Linked DNA regions of Hordeum vulgare: region 2 is linked to region 1. The links are chromatin contacts, called in public Hi-C maps. All regions are on one chromosome and are shown on one strand. Each heading gives the region's core, a stretch centred on a gene start, on an enhancer-like site or on the middle of the called end of the contact. The rest is flanking DNA. Distances are from core to core; before and after follow the strand shown.

What was found. A called contact is a pair of places that touch in the nucleus more often than the background predicts.
Region 2: a Hi-C map of seedling shows a contact between it and region 1, with 2.5 times the contacts expected there. The contact joins the promoter of LOC123442967 here to the promoter of LOC123442964 in region 1. A contact is called at or near these places in 2 of 6 Hi-C or Micro-C datasets (leaf and seedling).

What each region holds. Positions count from the first base shown.
Region 1 is chr3H:59,345,185-59,353,021 of MorexV3_pseudomolecules_assembly, reverse strand. LOC123442964 (DDT domain-containing protein DDR4-like) reads right to left here and starts at 4,837. Exons shown (of 11, transcript XM_045119160.1): 1 at 4,600-4,837; 2 at 4,396-4,506; 3 at 2,770-2,856; 4 at 2,647-2,684; 5 at 2,482-2,563; 6 at 2,243-2,349; 7 at 320-482; 8 at 154-243; 9 at 1-36. The coding sequence starts at 4,749.
Region 2 is chr3H:60,281,230-60,289,066 of MorexV3_pseudomolecules_assembly, reverse strand. It overlaps LOC123442967 (DNA mismatch repair protein MSH7), which reads right to left and starts at 3,525. Exons shown (of 17, transcript XM_045119163.1): 1 at 3,167-3,525; 2 at 1,113-2,205; 3 at 523-618. The coding sequence starts at 3,339. LOC123442968 reads left to right here and starts at 2,076. Exons shown (of 19, transcript XM_045119164.1): 1 at 2,076-2,161; 2 at 4,711-4,861; 3 at 5,126-5,197; 4 at 5,269-5,484; 5 at 5,568-5,752; 6 at 5,833-5,917; 7 at 6,034-6,202; 8 at 6,311-6,454; 9 at 6,547-6,812; 10 at 7,080-7,249; 11 at 7,342-7,837. The coding sequence starts at 5,692.

The DNA.
Region 1 (7,837 bases), core at 3,588-6,087:
CTTCTGCTGCCGACGTTTCAAGTCCCTCTCTTTCTTCTGCAAGTTAAAGAACAGGTAAAATGCTGTGATAAACCATCAGCACAAAAGTAAAATCTTTTGCCAAGGATAGATAGATGCAAAGATGACAAAAAATGCAACAAGGGTGGAACTTACCTTTTGAAACTTCTCCACAGCTGGAACAATATTTTCCTTAAGATGCTCTCCAATGGTAGCTTCAGATCGACCCTTGCTGCATAACTTCTCCTGTAAACATCACATGTCAAATACCGGTACTAAAAAGTGAAATGCACATGAAGAACAAATCAGCAGGAACCGTAACTGATATCTCAAGAAACTCATCAAGGTTAGTTGCAACTGTTTCCCACTGAATATTGGTAATGGGTTTTGTCAAACGGCCATCCTTCCCTTTCCAGTTATTCTTAAAACCAACCGATACATCTTCTTTGTATAATCTATGGCCAATAGTTGAGTCCCCAACATACCTTCAAGCAGGAAAAATTTAAAAAGGAAGTGTTAGCAAGACAATAAAAGATACGAAGGGGGCAATCAATTATTTTTCTGGAATGTGCAATGGACAGAAAACAAACACCAGATGAAAATATTCAAGGTCCAAGCCTGCCAGATAACATAAAGCATCACTTTAAATGAAGTGTATGTGTCATATTAGAGACACAGTAGGTGGACAGTTGAAAACCAAGAAGGGCAATACCAAGGATGGAGGAGTAAATCCTTAACAGTCAGCCATATTTGTCGCTATCGAGTTTCTAGAATAGTAATCCAATTTGCATTGGTAGCAAATTCCTTGCCTGACAGCTGATCGTCTCAATTTGGTCATCTATGATCTATGCTTAACATAGATATAGTCCATATTTGCATTTGTCTTACTATGAAGGAAAACCAAGACAAATATGGACTATATCTATAGTAAGTTTCATGTTGCTGAGCCAAGGCGAGTTGAGTTGACATGGCACCCGGCATGGCGACAATTAGACGTTCGGTGAAAATAATAATAGGTAATATATTACTTCCTCCATTCCTAAATATAAGACCTTTTATAGATCTCACTATGACGACATACGAAACAAAATGAATGAATCTACACTCTAAAATATGTCTATATGTATCCGTGTGTAGTCTTTAGTGAAATCTCTAAAAGGTCTTATATTTGGGAACGGGGGGAGTACATGGCAAGAAATATAAAACTATACCACATATGGTAGCAAATTCCAACATTATGTCAAAGTTAGGCCCAAAAGGTATTCCAGAGCCAACCCATTAGGCCCAACAACCTGTAATGTATAAGCTAACAGAAACCCTAGCAGCTCTCCGTCCCATCTATGTCTCTCCCTCCAACCTAGCTGCCTATGCTCCTACCATGCCGTCCCTACAGCCACCAATCCCATCTCTGCTGCCGCTCCAGCAGCCCCGTCGCCGGTGAGCCACTGCAAGCTCCAGCAGCTGAACTGTTCCCAGTCTCTGTCCACAAGCGAATCGGCCACACTGGTGGCATCCCCCCCCCCTCCCCAGTGCACTCACCCTCCAGATCCAATATCACCCATTCTTGTGCCAAAACTCAAGTTTATGTCATCGATTTCCCACTGGTCAAGCGAAAAAGTTAGCTGAGGCGGCGCCATTAATTTCTGGGCACCCGCCTAACTGAGAAATCCTGGGCATCGATCCCAGTCATCCACGTCAAAGCACCCAGACTAAATGGGGACGACTTAATAATCTTGAGTCAAGCCATGAATATCAAAGATTGCATCAACTTCTGTTTTGGAAGTTGTGATTGCAATTTTGGAATATGCAGAAACGGCTTTAAGAAGTGAGTTCGAGCCGATAAGGAATAGGAACTATTAAATGGGTTGCTATGAAGGGTATATGCAGCCCCCCCCCCCCAACCCTAGGTATGCAGGCAGACGCGTCTGCATCGTCCGCTGAGCCGGAAATGAACCAATCCTTGATGCTTTAATTACTGTGTTAGTTCTAAAAACATTCAGTGCAGACAGATGCAGGCCTCACACCTGCATCCCTATCCAACCCCTCACTCGTGTCTGACGTGTGCATGGAAGGATTTAAAATTTATGAAATGGGCATATTAGGTTTCCTGCTCATTAGGGTAACAAGACCTTTCTGTCGAAGCTTACTTTTATAGTATAGTAATACTGAAAAACTTAACTGAGGAGAGAAGTGACCGAAGATGATAAATTACGGAAAATGTAATGAAAAGGAAAGGAGTACTGACCAGTATATAGCCCCATCACTAGCACTGCCTAGCTTGTCTTTCCTGAAGTTGCCAATAGTACCTCCTTTCTTCATTTCATCATTTATGTAAGCTATTGCATCATTTTGCTGAAATATAGAATTTTTTAATTAATCTAGCATGTGTAAAACACTCACGGAAACTTGTTGATATGTAACATGTGTAAATGCTAAGCTAGCTGAAACTTTACCAATTAAGAACATGTCTCACAAAAGCAATACCTCTGAGCGAACTTCACAAAGCGCTTTGAGTATAAATAAACGGCTCACTGGATCCTGCTCCTTAAATGTCTCAATTTCCTTACTGCGCCAATAAAAGGGTTACAGTGATGAAAAATCAACAGAGAGTAAAACACAGAGCCTTGTTTACAATATGATGATGCATACCGAGGATTTTTTTCGAATGGGTTTGCTCCTTCAGCAACCTGAAACCAAAATTTAGTAAGAACTGGACTAGTCTATTTTATTTACATTACTAGAGAGGCCAGGCAATATGTACCAGCAACCTACCCATGACCACCAGTCGGATAATTTCTTGGCAGTTGATACTATCCATCCATCATCAGCATTGAGGTTTTTGTTAACTGGTGGTATTCCCTGAACATTGACCACTATAAGTTAGCGAACAACATCAAGGACAAACATGGCACCGTACAACAAAAAAAGTTGATACTTCACTATGTCAGAAGAAGAAAGTACCAAACTAAAATCTATATCACTATATAGTTTACCAATATCAACACGTCTAAACAGTTGGATCTCTTAAATCATACGGCTCAGATTCAATGGATTTAAGTACTGGACTTTGTGGCAATATGTACACAGTTGGATAGGGATATCTAACGGCCTATGTTTCCAGGATTTGCGGTCAGCCCCACCACCTAGCTTCCTATGCGCTCCTCACTTGCGTGTTGTACAAAGTTCTTGAATTTTCTGTCAGATACTAGCAGGCCACACCTATATCTACTTATCTAGCAAGGCAGACAGGCCACAAAGGCCCGGTGATTACACTAGAAGATGTATACAGATGGCATGCATGTATATCACTTAGAAAAGCATGCAACGCAGCAGCGGCAAAAACGCACAAGTTGAAACCTAAAAGGGAAACCTTTCCATTTTCTTTAGATGCATGCTTCTTCTGTTCTCTCCTAGAGTGTCACATAAAGAGCCCCCCCCCCCCTCCTCTCAGGTACACATCCCAAACCTTCGTTGAACCATTTGCGTACCTATATAGGGAGCAATCTTATTTTCTCTTCGTTATTAATTTTAGGGTACCATTGTACCCTCTTCCAAAATTTTGGACGTGCTTTTTGCACGTACAGATTACTAGGTGTAGCGACATAAATCCCATTCTGCAGATGTGTAGGCAATATATCACACAATAAACAATGCTAACATTTAGTACAAATACATAAACCATGAAGATGCCCCACACATGTCCTGTTGAGAAATGCAGACTGCACTAGAAGATCAAAAATTTATGAGCGCAGTGGTTTTTACAAAATTGATTTGTCTTGGTCAGACTCGGACACAAACATTATAGACAAATAGTTGGTAGAAGATCTTCACTTGGCAACATATTTTCCGGATTGGCAGGTGTGAAACTTGCAGTACATAAAAGAACAATAATTTAGTTTAGAAAATAGTAGCAGGTAGACAGACGTCTTGATGACTTAGTGTGTAGATCTATACCAGACATATTTTGCCAAGTGAAGATCTTCTACCAGACATATTGGCGACTGAGCATAATTCCAAAGTCTCAAACACACATCCATAACAAGAACATGAAACCAATCAGGCCACCCATGTTCCATAAACATTAGCACGAATGCCTAATATGCACAGCAATCGGTGCACAATGATCAAAAATACAAAACTAGAAGGGAAATTAATATCAAAATAATTTTGTACGAATCAAGTAATTAAAAATGTTAAAATACGGCATTAAGAACGTTAAAACAAAGCATACTACTCCAAACCTAGGCTATTTAGACATGCCACTATGCATCTGATCTCTGCACAAACAATCAACCGCACTGTTGGCCAGACCAAATCAGATGAGCAAAGTACTTGCACGCACTCCGCAACCCACGGCCCACACAGACCCAGCACAAAATTCAGGAGAGCGATGAAAACCTTCAAAAGGGCAATGTGGATGCGAGCGAGGTCGTCGCTGTTGGTGATGAGCGCCGTCTCGATCTCGTCGGCCGAGAGGCCCAGGTTCGCCTCGATCACCGGCTCGAACACCTGCAAATCCGCATCCGGTTACGCCGACGCGAAGCGGAAAACCGACAGGCGGCAAAAGGGGAAGCCGGAAACCCTAGACAAAGCCGGGCGCACCTGGAGGAAGTGGAGAACGGAGGCGAGCTCCCAGCGGCGGCGGAGGAGCACGCGGGGATCCTCCGCGGGGCCTTCCTCCGGAGGGGGAAGCGGCGTCTCCTGGTGCTTCCTCGGCGACGAGTGCTTCGAGCGCTTCGCCGGCGAGGCCATGGAGGCGGGCGGGGGAGCGTTGGGTGGGCGGGAAGGGGGGAGAATTCGGGGGTGGAGGCGGGACGGAGGGCGGGGAAGAGTCCAGACGCACAGGGGAAGCGGCGCTTGCGAGTGGTTGAGTATTATAGGGGGTTTTTTTCTCACGCAAAGCGGCCGCACATTTTGTTTTTAACCCTAGCAAACGCGTGGGTTTGCTCGTGTACTCAGGGGCCTATATTTGGATAGAAACTGGATTGAAGGTGTTTTCGTATGACAACTATCGTCTCACACTTTTTATTTCTCTACATGTAACTCTGGCCTTATCCGTTTTTTAAATCACCCAAACATAGTATTAATATGAAGTGGATGGTGGACATGTACCTTTGGAAACTGCCGACGCATCATTAGGGAATCCAACATTGACCACGCTATTTCTCCGTCGTCTCTGTCATAGAATAAAAGCAAAGAGAGAAATGAAGAATTCAAATGATTCCGCTAGTTCTATTGCAATGTGGGAGACCTACTTATATACAAGATGAAGGGATGTGTTGGAGAGACACCTTTTTCCCAAGAAACACCTCCTCGGAGGCATCCCTATCATACAATTGATCACATGTTTATTTTTTAGGGATTTTTATTTCTGTGCCCCTGGTTCCTTAGCCATACTCACTTATCCCCATGCTCTTAACTTTTGCTCACTTTTCCCCACTCCCTTGGCTGAAACCCTCGGAACTGGTCACAAACAGTGGATGTCGTCGGGTCAGTGCTTTGACCGTTAACTCTCACGAGTGGGCCCGCGCTGACTGTGTCGCCCGTGGACCTGATGAGTGGGGTCGCGGCGAACGGTGTCGCGGTTAGCCCGTGGGCCCGTGGTTAGAATTGGGCCGTGCGCGCGCCGCAACGACAGAAGCTTGTTATGCATGCACGACATGTCCAGCTAGCCTGCATGCATGGACGTAGCTAGCCTACCTGCATGCGCCACCACCCGCCGCCACGATGCGCTGACCGGCCTCTTTTTCATGCGGGTCGCCACGGACGCTGACCAGACTCATTTTCACGCGAGCCGCCACGGACACAGGGACCGTTGCTGCCGCTGGTTCGTATCATCTCCCACGCGTGTCTCCTCGATGTAGAGCATTGTTTCACATTTTTCGATCCACTCGCATCTATTCAACGTGGCAATTAAAACATGTTGGCAATTAAAGTGGCATATCGATCGACGTGACTCGTTTGAACGTAGCAAATCCAAAGCGCGGCCGGTGCCACTCCCCTTCCCTTCCCCTTTCCCTATTTAAACCACCACCCCTCCACCTATTCTCCACACATCCATTTGCGCCGCCCCCTTCACCCAAACCCAGAGCACTCTTAAAGCGAGGCGAGGATGCACTACAACGGCCCCACCTTCGAGCTCCCACCGACCGTGCCGGAGAGACGATATCCGGCCGGCGTCATCGTGGAGAGGACGCTCCGCGTGTGGGCGTTCTCACGCTCGAGGGGTGCAAGGGGGTTTGCCGAGTGGTTCCTCCATGTGGGCTTCGCCCGCCTCCCAACGGGCTCGCCGGTGATGTTTCGACTCGAGGAAGTGCCTCCAAACTCCAGGACTCCGCCGATAGGGCTCACCGTCACCTTCACCAACAGATTTGATGCGTACTACCTCCTCGCAAGGTGTTTTGGTGTGGATGCGAATTCATCGCATTCACAACCCACAACATCTTCACAAACTTCGGCTGCATCTTCCCCACCCGTGATGGTATGCACAACCTCCCCTACTACATCGGCCAGGACGGCATGGAGAGGGAGCAGTGAAGAGAAGGCGCAGTGAAGATGGTGGTGAAGTCCCGGTCTCGATCGTGAGCTTGTCTTGCCCTATGGTGTTATGGCTTTTTATCTTTTAAATATTTCTATCTTAATTATGTCGTTGGTTGTACCGTGAACTTTTGATCTCTGTCGTGTTATCCCCTAAGAACTTTGTTATGCTTGCTACCCTTATTTGATAGGGAATCCCTATTTGATATGTCGTTGGTTATCAGTGTTTTTGCTTGCTATTTCTATCTTATTTGATGTAAGGTAAATCGCTAGATGGATATGGTGCCGTACACGAGCCCTTCTGCTAAATCAATCAATGATTGAGTATTCCTCAATGAAAACCAGCAAGTTTTCGCCCATTTAGAGTAGGGTTAAGTTTTCGAACGCGCGGATAATGGAGTAGTTGAAGTGTCAAAAAGGAAACTAAAGCTAGAAAAATGAGCCATGTTGATGTTGAAAAGAAGAAGAAGAAAAGCTTTTTTTTTTGAATTGTTGGTGGCCCTATTCCGTATATTGTATGAACAAAAACAAGCTAATTTTTGAATAGTTTGTGGACTATGCTATGGTTTAGGGTACCCTATGTTTTATGTAAGAAGTATGCTATGGTTGCTACTTTTTATGTTATGGATGTATGTTTGCTATGTGAGATACCGGCCGATGGATATGATGTCGTAGCCGAGCCTAGACATGCTCTCTAGATTCATATGCTGGCTAATGGTGCCACCAGACTTTATTTTAGACGTGGTTTCAGATGGATATCATGATCTACATAATTAAGTCTGACATGTTCTTAATAAAAAACAAAAACAAAATTGTGTAAACAATATTTTTCTTGCAACAAAAACTTGTTTATAATACCCGCAGTTAAAAAAGGAAAGTGTTGTGCCGTAGGCAATATACAGAAGGAAATTGCCATGATATGTACAAATAAACTTGACATGTGCAAGTCCAACAATAAATCGATTTACCATCATGCACTATTTTTGTTCGGCATGGCAATAAATGGATTTACCATGGTAATAATCAAGGGAAAAAAACAGAGCTAGCGTGTGGGCCTTCGATACTCAACGCAATGAGACTGCCCAACCAAAGCTTAGTTTCAATTTGGGCCCTAGAACTACTTTTTTTTTTCTGCGGTCGGTGTTGTCTGACGAAACTGAAAGTGTACAAAATTGACGAAACTGACGGATACCCGAAACCGACATGATCCACAAATTAAGCAACAGAGAGCACAGAGCACATGATCCACAAATTTAAGCAAATCGTAGAGCACATGATCCACAAATTTAACCAAATCCTAGAG
Region 2 (7,837 bases), core at 2,276-4,775, 940 kb before region 1:
CTACTATAGTGGCTGGCAAAATATGAAAAATACAATTTAGCCAATCATCTCCAAAATGCCAATAGAACTACATTACCGAGAGTATTGTCTAAATACCAGTACAAATAATATAGCGTACGCATAATATTATAGGACAAATGATCTGGCAAATGAATGATACTCCCTCTGTCCCAAAATAACTGTCTCAACTTTATACTAGAGCTAGTACAAAGTTGTACTAAGATTAAGACACTTATTTTGGGACGGAGGGAGTACTTATTACTCAAGCAACAAGTAACCATGGGTAGTACAGGAAATGATGTACTCCCTCCATCCGAAAATTCTTGTCTTAGATTTGTCTAGATATGAATGTATCTAGTCACATTTTAGTATTTAGATACATCCATTTCTAGACAAACTTAAGACAAGAATTTTGGGACGGAAGGAGTATAATTTAGCAGGGTCAGTACAGCAGACATTCAGATGTCAGAACCAAGCATTCCAGTGGCAAAATAGGAATCGTCTAGTTATGACTTTGGGTACCTGTCGGCATTTTCCCACCCCACTAATAGTCATTTTCCAATCAAGTTCCTTTTGACCGATCTCAGCATCAACTTCATACAGCTCGTAAAATTTCCCCTACACATACAGGAAAAATATTTCTGTGGGTTATATATCTCAAGTACCAGAAAAGAACTGGTCGACTTAGATAATTTTGGAGGTCATGGGAGTCTAGGAGAGGGATCAAAGCAGCATTCAAAACAGTGAGGTGTAAGCAGTCTGAGAGGATAAGAACAAATGAAGGAACCCAAAATAAAAAAGCAAATAACATTTTGGATTATTAACCAGAACAAACATCATTCATAAATGTCTAACTTCTGATGCATATTTCAACATGCATGGAGTAATTGGGTAAAACTGTTTAAGGATGACCAGTAAACAAAGAATTGTGCAGTAGTCCCATGAGCAAAATGCATCTAGTTCATAATAATAGGGTTAGGCAATAGCTCAGTATGACACCAAGGTATGAGAGATACTGGTTAGCATTGCAGTAATCTTTCACGTGATAATCTTGCAGATAGTATAGTATACTGCACATATGCAGTGTATGAGTCAATGATGATGGCATTTACCACTTTGAAGAAGAGGAGAACATCCATAAATTTGCACTTAATAGTCCAGTATTGCTTTTGAGATGTTGACATCTTTCTCAGTGCATCAGGTGGAATAAAAAGAGTTCTCTTGTCATAAAGTGGGTCACCTGGTCGCCTTTTATTTGCATCCCTGATATTCAAAGGATTCAGCCATTCAAATTTACTACGTGCACTTTCAGCCATTTCATCATTAACCATCTTCCCAGCTGGAGAACAATGAGCTGATTTCACCTTCTTATTTGAACCCCACAAAGGAGAGTGGCTGTTATTGGCAGTCATGCATTGATCCTGTTGAACTCTCTTCCCACGAGGAGCCGCTGCTCGTGTCACTGGAGTTTCTGGTTTTAGAAGAACAGAATCAAGTTCCGGAAACAGTGTAGCAGGTGCTCCAATACCATTCATAGATACTGAGAACTTATTCGAGTGGTTCTGCAGCGGAGTTCCATTTGAATCGAATTCCGCAAACAAATTAGTTGCTTTAATGTACGAATGGTCTGAAGACCCAGAGAATAGCTTCTTTGAGTGTTTCACTGTAGGGGTATCATTCGAATCAAGTCTAAGCGGTGTCACTGCTCTAACGTATTCACCACTAGAAGAGCCCAGTGACAACTTCTTCGATGGATGCTGCAAAGGAATTGGATATGAACGATACTCTGATAAAGGTGTATCTGCTCCATGAAAAGGGCCAGAAAAGATTCTCTTCAAGGGTTCCTGGGACGGAGTTTGTACATCAAATGCTTCAAAAACTGAATTATCTTGAGCATACTGATTGTTTGGGCGCTCTGATGATAACTTCTTCGGACACACATGAAGCGGAGTTTGATCTGAACCAAGTTCAGGGAACAGTGTGCTTGCTCTAACAAATTCATCTGTGGAAGACCTTGCGGTGAACTTCAACGGCTCCTGTGGCGGAGTGGTATCCATGCTATGTTCTGCAAATAGCATAGTTCCTCTGCTATAGTTGCCGTTGTACGGTACAGGGAATACTGCACTTGAGCGCTCATTTGAGGTATCTTCATTTTTACCAGGTAAGGCTCTCTCAGCATTTCTAATCTGGGCAGCATCTTTGTTTCTGTGACAAGCACAGAGAGCATCATTGTGATGGCAAATCAAAGAAACAAGACAGTGTTTTCCAAATTGAGCGCAAACTATGCTGATGCAAACCAACAAACAAGACACTATGGACCAATAAGGCAAGAACATACACCTGGCATATGCCAATAACACAGAGACAAATACATTCAATCCAAACAATCCATAGTCTATTACAGCAATCCAAGCTTGCGCTAAAGTTTAGGACAATTAGCACAGTAACTCCAATAACCTTAAGGCTAGTTGCAATGTAGATAGAGTGAACCACATGCAAAATACGAATCGGCAATCGCTGATAATGCATATTAGCCCAGATTCTTCCTTTTGATTGTATGGAACAGCCCAATCTTAAGTTTACTTTATGGTGCATCATCTATCCATGCTCAAAAACTACAAACATGTGAATTAAAACATAGATAGATCACATAAATCACCATCCAACAGCCTATAGACACAGACAGCAAGAACATTGAAGTTAAGAGAAACGGATTTAACACGGCCAGCATGGCGACTGATGAGGACAATGCAATAGCAAAAACAAACTGACTAACTGAGGATGACAATGCGGGCCGTAAACTATCAGGCACAACACATGCAGTGGCCAAACACCAGGCGCAGTCAAAAGAGCTAAGCCCGTCAAAAAACAGCGCAACTGCAAACTCGCATTCATCTCATCTCTGCTGCTACTGGCCACACAATAGCGCCACCACAACAAATGAAGCCACGCCAGAATTTGAGTTCAAGCCATTCGAACAGCTATCCAACTAAATCGACCGAATCGGCACTCACTATCAAGCGGGCAACCACCTAAGAAATGCGCGCGCGGAACCGTTAGCTAGATACTGCGGCAGCTAGCTGGCCCAATGAAACGACGCCCAAACCCAGACAAAACCCTAGGACGGCGGGAGCTGCGTCGGTCGCGTCAGTACGCACGCACGTACCTCCCCTGCGACGGCGGCCGCACGAGCCTCTCCATGATGCCGTCGACCGACGACGGGGCGGGAGGGCGCGGGGGCCTCTCGGGGGTCGCGCCGGCGCCGAGCGCCTCCTGCCCCGGGCTCTGGCGCGGGTGGAGGAAGGAGAGGATGGACTGCTGCTGCCGCCGCGGCTGCATCGCGGTGGCCGGGATTCGATTCGAGGTGGCTCTCCGTCCGGGCGGGAGAAGCGGGGTTCTCCGGGAGGTGGGAGCGGATAGGGGAATGGGATGGGAGGGAGATGAAATTATTTGGGGGAATTTCCGAGCGGGAAATGCAAGCGCGGTGGAGAGGGGGGCGGGGGGATTTCCGCTGCGTTTTCCCCGCCGTCTCGCGTCTCGCGCCCTGCGGTGCAGGGAAGAAGAGTGGTTTGGGCCTGGGCCTGAAAGCGTTGTGCCAAAGCGGCGGCCTGGACTTACTTCCAGCTCGCTTCCGCACGCGATGGGCCACTGGGTTTGTTTGGACGGTATGGCCTGCATAGAGCGCCGTCCAATAAGCTTAGAGGTTTTGTTGGGAGCAACTAATTGGCGCGCGCGCGTCACCCATGGAGCCCGATTCCGTTTTCGGTTTTAGACATTTTTTAACTAATCCTTTGAACTTTTTGTGTTTTCAGTTCAGCCTTGTTTCGTGTTTTCCTTGTTTTCCTTTTCGTTTCTTCCATTATATTTCCGAAAAATTGAGATTTCAGGAAAAGTTACTTGTGAGAGCTTTCAACACGATCAAATTTTAATTTTAAACTAGCCTGTACAACATAAAACTATCAAATTAAGGATATAATCCAAGATTTACATATCAAAATTATTTCAAGGCCACGCCGCATGAATAAATAAAGGCACGGTTCATTAATCTTTAGAAGCACGCCCATGAATAAATAGAGACACGGATAATAGAGGCACGTCTAATGAATAAATAGAGGCACGGTTCATCAAAATTTAGAGGCATGGTTCATCAAAATTTAGAAGCACTCATAATAGAGGCACGCCCCATGAATAAAATAGATGCACGGTTCATCAAAAATTAAAGGCACGGTTCATTACTTTTTCGTCGTTCCTCCCTTTTTCGTCGTTCCCGCGTGCAGACGGCGCCTCCGACGGCACGACACTAGCTCGTTTTCGGCTCGGTTAGCATTCATATAAATATTGAAGGGGGTCCTAGGTCGCAGCGCATTTTTTGGCGTTCCTCCCTTTTTCGTCGTTCCCGCGTGCAGATGGCGCCTCCGGCGGCGCGACACTAGTTATAAAAGATCGTATGTTCCAAATGAAGTTTTCTTTAAAAAATAAATCAAAAATGGTATCCAAAAAGTAAGAAACAAAACGGGGACCGATGTTGTTGTACACATACTTTAGTTCCTAATAGGCTCAGGAAGCTTTATGTCAACAAGTCGCCATCCTTTAAGAGTAATTTTCCTCTCGCTGAGCATAATCTGAATATTAGGCTCGGTGTCTCTAATGACCCTATCGTCTCATCCTTTAGTTCCATTGTTATTTACATTTTTTGTTCATAAAAAGCAGGAAAAAGAAAGCATCGTCGTAGAACAGCAAAGGCAGTCCTATCACCGGAGACCAAGAACAATACTTGGAAAAAATAGGATCAGGAAGTTCAGTAGACGAGGAGGAAGAAGGAAGATTTCAAGGCGCAGCTCATGTCAAATTCACTGTAAAGGTGAACAATACCAGCCAAGAATTACAGTTCCTAATAATTTCTTTTAAAAGAATTATAATTAGTGCACAAAGAAGAAAATACAGTCCCTAATGATTTATTTTTAGTTTGAACAACAGCTTGAAACAAATGATAGTACTGACGTCTTAGTCATAGGTGAACAATCAGAAGAGGTCAACAAACAAAACATATCACTACGAAAACATTCACACATCAATAAAGATGTATCTATCACTGGTATTTAAAATTAACTCTTTCTTTGAACAGCCGCATGATAAAGAAGAGCAACAAACAACAGGATATCAGGAGGCGGCACCGGCGACAACAACCAAAGATGCGGTATTCCTCAATCCAATTTTTCAAAAATTAAATATCCATTGATATTTACATTTTTTGGTTCACAAAAACAGGAAAAAGGAACGATCGTCACAGAACAGCAAGGCAGCAGCCCTTTCACCAGAGACAAACAACGAGATTTGGAAAAAACTGAACAAGTAAGTTCAGTAGACAAGGAGCACGAAGTAAGATTACAAGGCGAAGCTCTTCTCAAAATTACCGAAGAGGTCAACAAAACGAACCAAACAACAGGACCGCAGGACACGGCAACGGTGACAACATCACAAGAGGTGGTATTCCACAAGCTGATTATACGAAATTAAATATTTGCAGTTTTACTTTGATTTAATTACACATGTAGTTTATAACACAGGAAGTGGATGAAGAAGATCCCACGCATATACATATTGAAGCAAATCTTCAGAGTGTTCTCGACAAAAACGATAGTGCAATCGAAAGTGCGCAGGACAAATCTTCAGAGCTTACAGAGATGACACATGCACAAGTTGAGGCACCTCATGACACAGCAAGACACGAAAGTGACGAAAGAAATACAAGGTATAGAACACCTCTAATAGCATAAAACAAAGTATCAACTTCTACGATGCCAATTAAATCTGTAATCTTGTCCTCTTCAGGCAGCATAGATACTGAGCCCACGAAAGAATTCATCGGGAAAATATTCAACGTTGTATGTCGCAGGGAATGGACGGACGAAGAAAAGTATGTTACTTCCACAGAATAATTTATTTCAATGTTTTTTACCTGTTAACTAATATATCCTTCATCTGTATGTATCTTTGTATATATATACATATACATATATATATATGTTGCAGAAATGGTGATTTCATAATAACGTGTGACGTGACTACCAACATCGGAAACGCTTTCAGAAGCTTCCAAATTGGTAATGCGGTGCACAGTACAAACATCGAGCCTTTGTTACTGATGCTACAAAATGAATTCAAGGGCTCACAGAGGAAGATCCTAACGCTACACAACACTGTAAGTAAAAACCACGGCACAATTTCATGTTTTAAGTAAAATGAATATCATCCTGTGCACATGTGGACTGACAAAATTCTTTATTTGTACGCATTACAAAACAAACAGCATTCAATACACGGTGCTGATGACAAAGATCCCTTGAACTTTAGAGACTACGATGACAATAAAATTAGAGAAAGAGTTATACCCAAGCAGCTTATGAGGTTTTTTGATATCGAAGTAGGAGAGGATCTGCAAGATTATGAGATGGTAAACTGAACAAACTACCATATCTGAGAATGACTACAAATGTTTACGTTTATGTTACAAATGTTTATGTTTCAATATTTTTCTTTTTGCAGTTTCTTTTGCCAACTGCTTTAGGGGGGTTCGTGAATCAGAAGACTATCGGCCACTTTGTGGCCATATCAGTCAATATGAAAAAACAGCGCTTCGAGCTGCTTGACTCTATAAAGGATTATAGTGAGGCAAAAAAATTCTTGAGTGTTGTAGCAAGAAAATTCAAGAAGTTTTGGAGAGAAATAGGATCAAAGATTCAACTTTCTCCAAGTAACATTGACCATTTCAAGGAGTTCGATGTGCATGTGCCACTTCAGGGACCAGACACGTAAACACTACTAACATCCTTGTTCTTTATGTTTAATCTATGGCCTCCATCCCATAATAAGTGACTCAACTTTGCACTAACTTTAGTACATAGTTGAGCCACTTTTGAGTCACTTCCACTTATTTTGGGACGGAGGATGGAGTAACATTTAATTCTTGTGGTCCTAAAAATAGCTCGTTGTTGAGGCAGTTTTACATGAAAACATATAAAGTATTTTCATACCAAGGGGAGCGCGCAATAGTAACGAATAATTGTCCCAACTCGCAGGCTGGACAGTGCGTTTTACATGTACATGAACGTCAAGCACTATTCCGAAGAAGGAACAACCATGTCATTGACTGAAGAACAAGCCCCTGAGTTGAGGAAGAGAATTATGTATCATTTATTGAGCGAGCACATCAGCAATGCAAACTTAGTATTGCTAAACTGTACGAGAGGTTCGTCTTTCAAAAAAAACTAATTATGTTCTAAGATGTATTTTCTACAAGCAAAGGCTAACAATTCTTGTCTCTTTGTTCTTGTCGGATAGATATGTTGAAACATAAGGTTGTAATTGAAGATGAAGAAATGAAAGAAGTACAATGCGACATGGTTGAAGTAGAAATTCCTCAATTTGCCGAGGAAATTGATACGAGCGCTCGAGATACACAAGCAGTTGAAGTGTTAGAAGACAGTGAAGATGAACGCAAGGACGACAGTCAAGATTTGCAGTGGGAGCATGAACGGAAGGATCCTCCAATAAAATCAGATCGACCTCCCGGCCCAAGCAAAGAGAATATAAAGATATATGAACAGAGGATAATTGACGAGCGCAAACGCGATGCTGCGATTTCTGTTCCTAGAGAAACAAGCAAAGGCGTGAAGAGAACAGTGGAGAGAAACCGAGCAGTAAGAAGCACATCATGCACAGGCGAGTCTTTGGAGTTCTTACGTCCAAAAACGCTAGCCTCTGAAGAAGAAGTGACACTCTTTCTTGAGAGCGTGTCACCGGCTCAAGTAGACACCTACAATGAGCTTGTAGTTAA